2 separate regions of the Gasterosteus aculeatus genome follow, and region 2 is linked to region 1. A link is a contact called in public Hi-C data. All regions are on one chromosome and are shown on one strand. Each heading gives the region's core, a stretch centred on a gene start, on an enhancer-like site or on the middle of the called end of the contact. The rest is flanking DNA. Distances are from core to core; before and after follow the strand shown.

Region 1 (3,715 bases), core at 478-2,977:
AGGGTGGTACCAACGCACAGCTAACTGATCTACGTTTACAATTGCTGTATTGGTAGACATTGCTAACATAAACAAAGTCCCTCATAAAGCGGAGAAACGCTTGTTTTTCTCATTGATTTGCAATGCAACATTACCGTTTTCTTCAAGCATGATGTCAACGTTGGGGCAGCAGCCAAGGCCAAGCTGAGAACTGGTCCTAGCTCCAACACGGCGTATATATTTGTCCAAACGTGCTGTTGGAAGTGGGCTGTTTGCTTTTAAATAGCAGTTACCTTTGCTACAAGGGAGTGGATCGTGGCGGGACATAAAAATATAAAGAAACATAATGACACATTCATTCACAGAAGAAATATTGGTCACAGATCGACTATCGACTTAAACCTTGCACTTGTTCCCTCTTGCACAATGTGGTGCAATTTTCATCTTCACGAGTATTCATTCAGAAAACAGTTTTTCATACAGGCCTTTGGGGGTTATACAATTGTATACTATAGGAAATATTCGTATTACTATCCAAAGTGGTAACATGATTCTGATGAAGTGAGCTAAGCTCATTATTTCTGCTCAGCAACATTAAAGCGATACATTGGTTGATTGTTTTTTTGTCACAAATCCAATAAAAAAAGCTACAGACAGGAATAAATAATGTCATCTTAATACTTTTTCCCTTTTGAACGTCAATGAACCACATTGTTGCACCATGTGAATTACTTCTTCGTGACCACTGTTGTTTATTTTGAGTCAATCAGTCACCAGTAGTCGATTTGTGCATTAATCCGCTGCTGAAAATACTGCTGAACGAATGCATGTTGTGTATCATAGGGCTCCTTACAAAGCCACTCAAACTCCTCCCATTACTATTACTGTGTAGGGGAAGATTTCCATCGGCAGTGGCGCAAATGTTTTTAAACTTGACAATAAGAACATTTAAAACGGACCCCTTGGAATTCCTTGCTGCAGTGTTTGTTGATGTAGTGGCAAAAAGGAAGTAAACTTGGACCAAAACTGTTGCCCTGGCAACAAAACGGCAATGAAAATGTATTCCTTCGCTGCAAAGTCGGTTCCTGCGTAAGAACACTGATGGATCCAAAGAAGAGAGTCAAATTCCTTTTACAAGTTTGGACATTGTATTGTGCTTGGGAGGAAAACTATGACACAAATGAATGACAGGTTAATTCATAATAATGAATTAGTGAAAATAGACATGCAAGATCACGTAACAATAATGAGGAAACTGAGGACACGTCGATGCCGTTTTGTTGTCTTATTTAGCCATCGCCTTTATTAAAACACACAAAATCCTGAGAAATAGGTGAAAACTCTCGAGCCTTTGTTAGAACAGAACTTAGTTCAGGGATCTAACAAAACACCCCATTCAATAAACCCATTAACTTCGACCCAAAGGAGCCGGAAGTCCAAAAACGATGACCCGTTTCCGTGACTGATCCCTGCAGCACTCGATTGGTTGCATAGATTGAATGACAATGACACAACAATGCATTGAGTAGGTGAAATGATGAGAGATTTACTGATCTGTCTGAGTCACACGCATGGAAGTCAAGGGGCAAGGAGAGATGTTCTGGATGTTTGTTTGTCAGGTTTTACAATTTGTGAGCTGGTGAGTGACACAGAACAACCGTCGGCGATCGGCCCCAACTGGCGTCAGCGAGGAGGCCCGTAAGCCATAAATCAGTTTGAATAGTCAATCCTGTTTGCTCACAACGCCTGGAGCAGAACAATCATTTTGATTTGTTCACTGTAAGCGATGAGTCTCCTGTGTGCTGACGTCTGCGTGATGCAACAACCAAACATGAATGGATCGTCCTGACACATTCAGCAAAGCACAGCCAACTGATGTGATCACTCACATTCATCAGAGTCCGATATTCACTCGTTAATGATGCTTCTTTTGAAAGTCAGGATAGTATAGTCGAGGATAGTCGAGCTCTATATATAGTGAACCTTTTTAGTTTAGTCGCTAGGACCAATTACAGGGTCAATTTGCTGCTGACTGGCTTTGATTTGAACATATTAGCCTCACCACCAACAACGGGAAAAGCACATTGCGACACTCCCCAAGCGTTTGACACATTTGATACACATTCACAGAGCATCTCAATCAGACGTGGCGGCTACGCGCAGCTCATTTGCTTTTGGTCTGTTAGATGTTGTCCAAGCTGCTGTTGCCACAGTTACGGGTTTACATTTACAGAGAATAATGTGAATAAAAAGTGCCCCCTGTGTAGAATTGAGACCCCTCAGCATGTGTCACTACATCTTCTGGTTAGTACTATATTAAGCACTGCCAATGCTGGATGACAATAACAAATTGCTGGTGTTGTTATTTGTATTCTGTAGGTTATGACGGCAATCAATGCACAACGTAGACCAAAAAAAAAAACGTTGTGTCCAACTAAAATTATTTTCCCCGCCAATTAATCTGTCAGCTTTTTTTCAATTAACTTTTTGGTCGATAAAACATTTTGTTTTGTCCTTCAACTTCAAAGACTAAAGTCAATCTTTACTAAGCCGGAGTTACTAAATGTTTGGCCTTATTCCTATTAAAATGTCAGTAATAAATTGGTTGCTGATAGAGGAGGAGAGGGAAGCGCCGCGATTTAGTTTAGATGCTTAAAGCACAAATATCTCGATTAGAGTTTGAGTCTACGCCAAAAATAACAGCTCCTTTGCCCACAACCACAGTAAAGATACAGCATCTTATGCCTCGGTTCTGTGTCGCGCAACCGTAAATAAGTCTTCATTAGAAGTGAACCAGAGCTTTCCTGCTGCGAGAGAGGTCGACACCGTGTGAGCCTTGAAACATCTAATTGCTGGGAACCAAACATCTGGGAATAAAGCCAGGTGAGCTGGCAGAGTTGCTGGGGGGGAAACACAGGAGCAGGTGAAGTACAACGTGTCCGCGTCTCGTCTCAGACAGCGATGGGGGGGGGGTTGCAGCCGCTGAGGAAGCACCGGGAACACTCAATAAAACCGTTTTGTTCATCAGCCATTCAACAGAGTCAGTTTTCAGGACACGGCGTAATAGTTGAAAATCGAGTTAGACTGCTGGCTAGAAGCAGTTGAATCTTTTAAGGCAACGCACAACACGCTTCGTGGTAACCTTTTCCACAACTCCTAAAACAAATCATGGAAGCCCGGGAATGAAGGACCTTGAGGAACAGAAAACTAAGCATGATTTCATCAAGCTTAGGTTCAATTTCTGGTCTCATCAGAGTGCACTCACTATCACCGTTTCCTGTTACTAATGCTGATGACTCGCATCTGTATAAAAAGACACAAATTCACACACAAAAACACACACCTCTCCAGACACGAAAGAGTGTGATCCGCCCCCACACACACCTTTAATCAAGCAGCACCGCATGAAGGTAGCTGCTTCAACGCGGCAGTATGCTCGACACCGGACTGATGTAATGGCAAAACAAAACCCGTTATGTTTAATGGTTAACATGTGAAACACACAACGGCCTGACAAACACACAGACACAGCAGAAGCTCTTGGTCGCCTATTTATGACAGTTGAGGACGTTTTCTTTGCGGGAGCGGAGACAGAAGAGTCGGTTCTGAGAGGATCTGGCATTTGACTCGTACGAAAGGAACTGTGGATGTTTTTAAACCACGTACAAGGGGATGTTAAAAGTATAAGAAACAATGATGACGCACCATCAAAAAGTGAACAAATCAAAATATACGT
Region 2 (4,173 bases), core at 419-2,918, 71 kb before region 1:
GGAGAGCGCCTCGGAGAGGGAACGAGAGCGGCCACTCAGCGCTGGAGCCGCGCACGACCGCCGCAAAAGCCTCTACTTTGGCAACACATTAACTGTGGGAGGGGATCCGGGGAGGGGGCATGCATGGAACAGTCCTAGAGGTAACTGTGCTCATTATAAAACCAGCAAAACCTCCCGACAGCCAGGGAGGCCACGGTCCAATAGTCACAGTGTCACGCCACAGAACCGCCCCTCCGCGATACCAGGTATATTGTCTGTGACAGAAGACCCTGGCAAAGAAAAAGAGGGGGCCAAAGCCAGCGACGGAGGGTGGATCAAAGTGGAGCGACAGAAAAGATTACCACGTCAGGACAATAAACAAGTCAGAGGTCGACAGAGGAGAGGGGGCAGGGGAGGGCGTGGCGCCGCTGCAAGAACTTGATGGGGGCCACGCGTGAACCCAGCGCTTCCTGACACGTCGTGTTCTGAAAAGGTTTTATGGGAATAATGTCTGCTTGCGTGATGAAAATTAACTGCGTGTTGATGGGATGTATATATGTATGAACACAAGCTCTTTATATTATGAGAAGAAAACGGGCTTCTGTTGGGGGAATATAAATTATGTTTTTTATTTTATAATTTAGTCTTTTCTCCTTGGTTTTCTTCCTTCTAATAAAAAGCACAAATGTCGACCCATAGTAGTGTTTATCTGTTCAAATGTTCTGAGCTGCGTCTTTAGTGGGGGTAGATGTATAAAATGCTCTTATGATTCCACTGTTTGACAATGGTCAAATGCAATAAGATGGGATACGCCTTGGTTGTTTCCCAACATAGGAAAATTTGTTTGCTGCAGCTGCTCAAGTACAGAACCAATGGAATTTAAATAGAGAAAATATGAAACAACAAGAGCCTTTAAAAACTGTAATAATAATAGAAGAAAAAAAGAGAAACTATCACAAGAGCAATAAAGACTTAATTACACAGCAATTTTAAGTAGTGGGATGTGATTAGGAAGCAGTCTATATACAGCACATCAGAAAATATTATATGATTAAAGGATTAGTTTAATCTAGAACTATACTATACGGTAAGTACATATAATGTATATAATGTACTAAAGGAATACAATATATCAACATGTAATATGCTACAGGATACATATATATATATATATATATATATATATATATATATGTCGAACGTAAACTTCATAAACCGAGACGTGCAATTCTATTAAATGTGGTGCAACACACCCATGTTCATGCTTCAATCATTCATACCCACTTCCTGTTGTTTATGGAACCCAGTTTCTGTCTTATCTCGGTTTTGTTGCCAGTCAGTGTTATCTTATTATTAGCCCCCCTTTTACTGCTCTTTAGTAAATTGAATTCCCGTATCTCCCTATTTCCTTTTCCAATATGCCCCTCCTTGAATTCCTTTATAAACTATACTCTTATAGTGAATATTCCTAATTTATTAAAGTCCATGCACTTAATTTACAGGTCCTATCCGCTATGACGTGAAAGCGACTGATGTACTTCAACAGGTTAAATTTGGTTCTTTGTTGGACAGGAATCAACATTTTACCCGCCTTGCATGCAAATTCCGAAATAAAAAAAACTCGCGCCACAGCAAAGCACCTGGAAGGTCCACGTGTGTCCTTCTCTAAACGCGTCATAAATTAACACACTGGTGACGTTTAATCATCTAAAAGGCACATCAAACGTATTTTAGAAATCCCGTTAACTGACCACTGTTTTGTATTTTGAGGCCGCATCTCACAAAAAGCCTAAAGCTCGCGACTACATTTTATGCATCTTGTAGGACCTTCCGGTGGCGCGGAAACAAACCGCGGGAACTGTCTCTGCGTCTCTGCGTGTCTCTCTGTCTCAGTATTGTTCGCTGCAGAGCTGCTGCACTGTGTCCTTCTGCTTGTGTTGGTCGAGTATTTAAAGAAAACATGCCAGCCACCCGCTCCAAGGTAAGAAAACATTATCCGCAATACAACTTTATTACCGTGTTGGGTGAAAAAACGTCCCCTTATTACCACTTTGTAACACTCCAGTAAGGATTACCATTTGAGGGCAACGTTGAGAGTTCATCTTAAATTAACTTTAAGAAATTATTGTTAGCTTGTTAATGACTTAAATCCGTTTGATCTAGATACCTTGCATGGGCCAGTTCATATTTGTATCTTACATTTGAATGTTGTTATATTGATTGGTTCATATACAGAAAATCCACATGTAATATGAGAATCAGATCAGTTCAGTTGAAGGACACCCCTCATGCTTCAGTTTACTGGTTGCGGCTTTTAAAAATATTCAGATATTTGAAAGATTACCACTTCTCTGACTCATTCATTTGTGATACTGGTCGAAAAAAATCAGTTTGAGCATGTGAACCCGGGCGTTTCTTTAAGTGTTTTATTTTAAACCAAAGGGTTGATTGAGAAAACATTGAGTAAACATAACTAAGTTCTCTCATGACTTATTTGAAGTCCAGCCAGTGAGATCGCTTAAAGAAATCCACCCAGGGTTCTGCAGATGTTACTTCAGAAGATGGTTTCCGTATTCGTATCCCGGCCTGATATGATGGCGTCCACAAAGTTCAAAGGTCACTGGTATCAGTGTCGGTGCTGGTATTCTCAGGTGCCTTAATGAAGTGTGTGGAAAGGACGCAGAAACCTTTCCTAAACTCACGTGTGATGATTCACAGAAACTGGCGGCCCAGCCTCCATCCACCAGGATGAGCTTGAGGAGCTTCCGCAGCGTCCCTCTGGTTCCCATGGAGACGTCCTCTTCTTCCTCTGACGACAGTTGTGATAGCTTCGGCTCCGACGGAGGCTTTGCAAACACGGTAAACAACAAACGATGCAAGTCCTCCCGCTGTGAATAAAACGCCGGTAAACATGCGGGGGGCTTAAGACGGTCTCTTGTGTTTTAGAGGATGATTTTAAGACCGACGAGGAGGACGTCAGAGAAACCGAAGGCGTTCAAGGCTTCGTCGGAGGAGGACACGTGCAGCGGGTTTGAGGAGAGTGGGATTAACAGCCAGATGAAGGCCATGGTAAGTTTCCTAGAACTGTATTAACAAACTTCATCAGAGACTGAGAAGGTTTAGTCCTAATCTTTAGTTTTGTGGTTCTGTCAGAAAGTAGACGCTGAACCTCCGAGACGTGGCCGCAGGCCCAACGTCCTGAAGGTCGCCATGACCTTCCCCACCAAGAAAACCTGCAAGAGGCCGGCGTCCCAACTCCCCCAAATTACAGTTCAGGAGTCCGACTCTGAGGAAGAAGAGAACTTCATCGACAAGAGAGCCCTGAATATTAAGGAGAACAAAGAAATGGTACAATCTTCTCTCTCTATTACGTCAGCATCTGGTATTATAACCTGAACTTTGACCTGCACAGCCTCCAGTTTTACTCCTTCATCCGTATTTTTTCTGTGACAGCTGGCAAAGCTCATGGCCGAGCTGAACAAAGTGCCCGGACTTTTCCCCGGACGGAGGTCAGCGTCTGCGTCCACCACGGTAATTTAACCCTGCCGAGAAACACTTGACTGTAAACATCTCACGGTGCACCGTCAGCGCTCTGCATTGACTGCTACCGTTTTCTTATTATTATTCTTATCTTATTCAGCCCCGCCGGTCCACGGGAGGCCGTTGGACAAACGGCGAGCGCCCGTCCCGCCCACACACCCGGTCCCGCACGCAGGTGGACGGACCCCCCAGCCCGACGCCAGAAGAAGACCCCGAGGACGTCTTCAGTCTGGTTCGCCGAAGTCGCTACTTCGAGGAAGCCGACGAGCCGGTGAGCGACACACTTCCGCCTGTCCGCTCACCTTTTATAATAACAATAACAGTACAGGCATTAACTACGGCCGTCGCCCCCCTCCTCCCCCCCCTGCAGGCCCGCCGGCGCTGCTACAGCGGCGTGAAGGCCATCGCCCACGTGGTGAGGCCTGTGGACGACATCACGGAGGCGGAGCTGCAGAGCATCTGCAACAACGTGCGGGAGAAGGTCTACAACAGATCCACCGTAAGTCCCGCCCCCCGCCCCCCCAACCATATATGCCTGTTGTGCTCTTTGCTTGAAGACCCCCCCCCTTCTTTCTATTTGCAGGGATCCACTTGCCACCAGTGCCGCCAGAAAACGACCGACACCAAAACCAACTGCCGTAACCCGGAGTGCGT

Evidence for each region. Hi-C and Micro-C count contacts between places; a contact is called where the count stands out from the background.
Region 2: a contact with region 1 is called in a Hi-C map of skeletal muscle, with 2.6 times the contacts expected there. The contact joins the promoter of cdca7a here to the enhancer-like site in region 1. A contact is called at or near these places in 3 of 6 Hi-C or Micro-C datasets (liver and skeletal muscle).

What each region holds. Positions count from the first base shown.
Region 1 is chr16:10,592,478-10,596,192 of fGasAcu3.hap1.1, reverse strand. All of the region lies in intron 4 of LOC120834281 (obg-like ATPase 1), which reads right to left. Among protein-coding and RNA genes, the nearest start is that of LOC120834281, 11 kb to the right of the region's middle. Within about 2 kb of position 1,727, at least 2 of the 9 cell types and tissues checked have open chromatin away from gene starts, as enhancers often do.
Region 2 is chr16:10,663,269-10,667,441 of fGasAcu3.hap1.1, reverse strand. cdca7a (cell division cycle associated 7a) reads left to right here and starts at 1,668. Exons shown (of 10, transcript XM_040202363.2): 1 at 1,668-1,960; 2 at 2,698-2,838; 3 at 2,926-3,048; 4 at 3,133-3,327; 5 at 3,433-3,510; 6 at 3,620-3,790; 7 at 3,890-4,018; 8 at 4,103-4,173. The coding sequence starts at 1,940. map3k20a (mitogen-activated protein kinase kinase kinase 20a) reads left to right here. Exons shown (of 20, transcript XR_013453074.1): 20 at 1-671.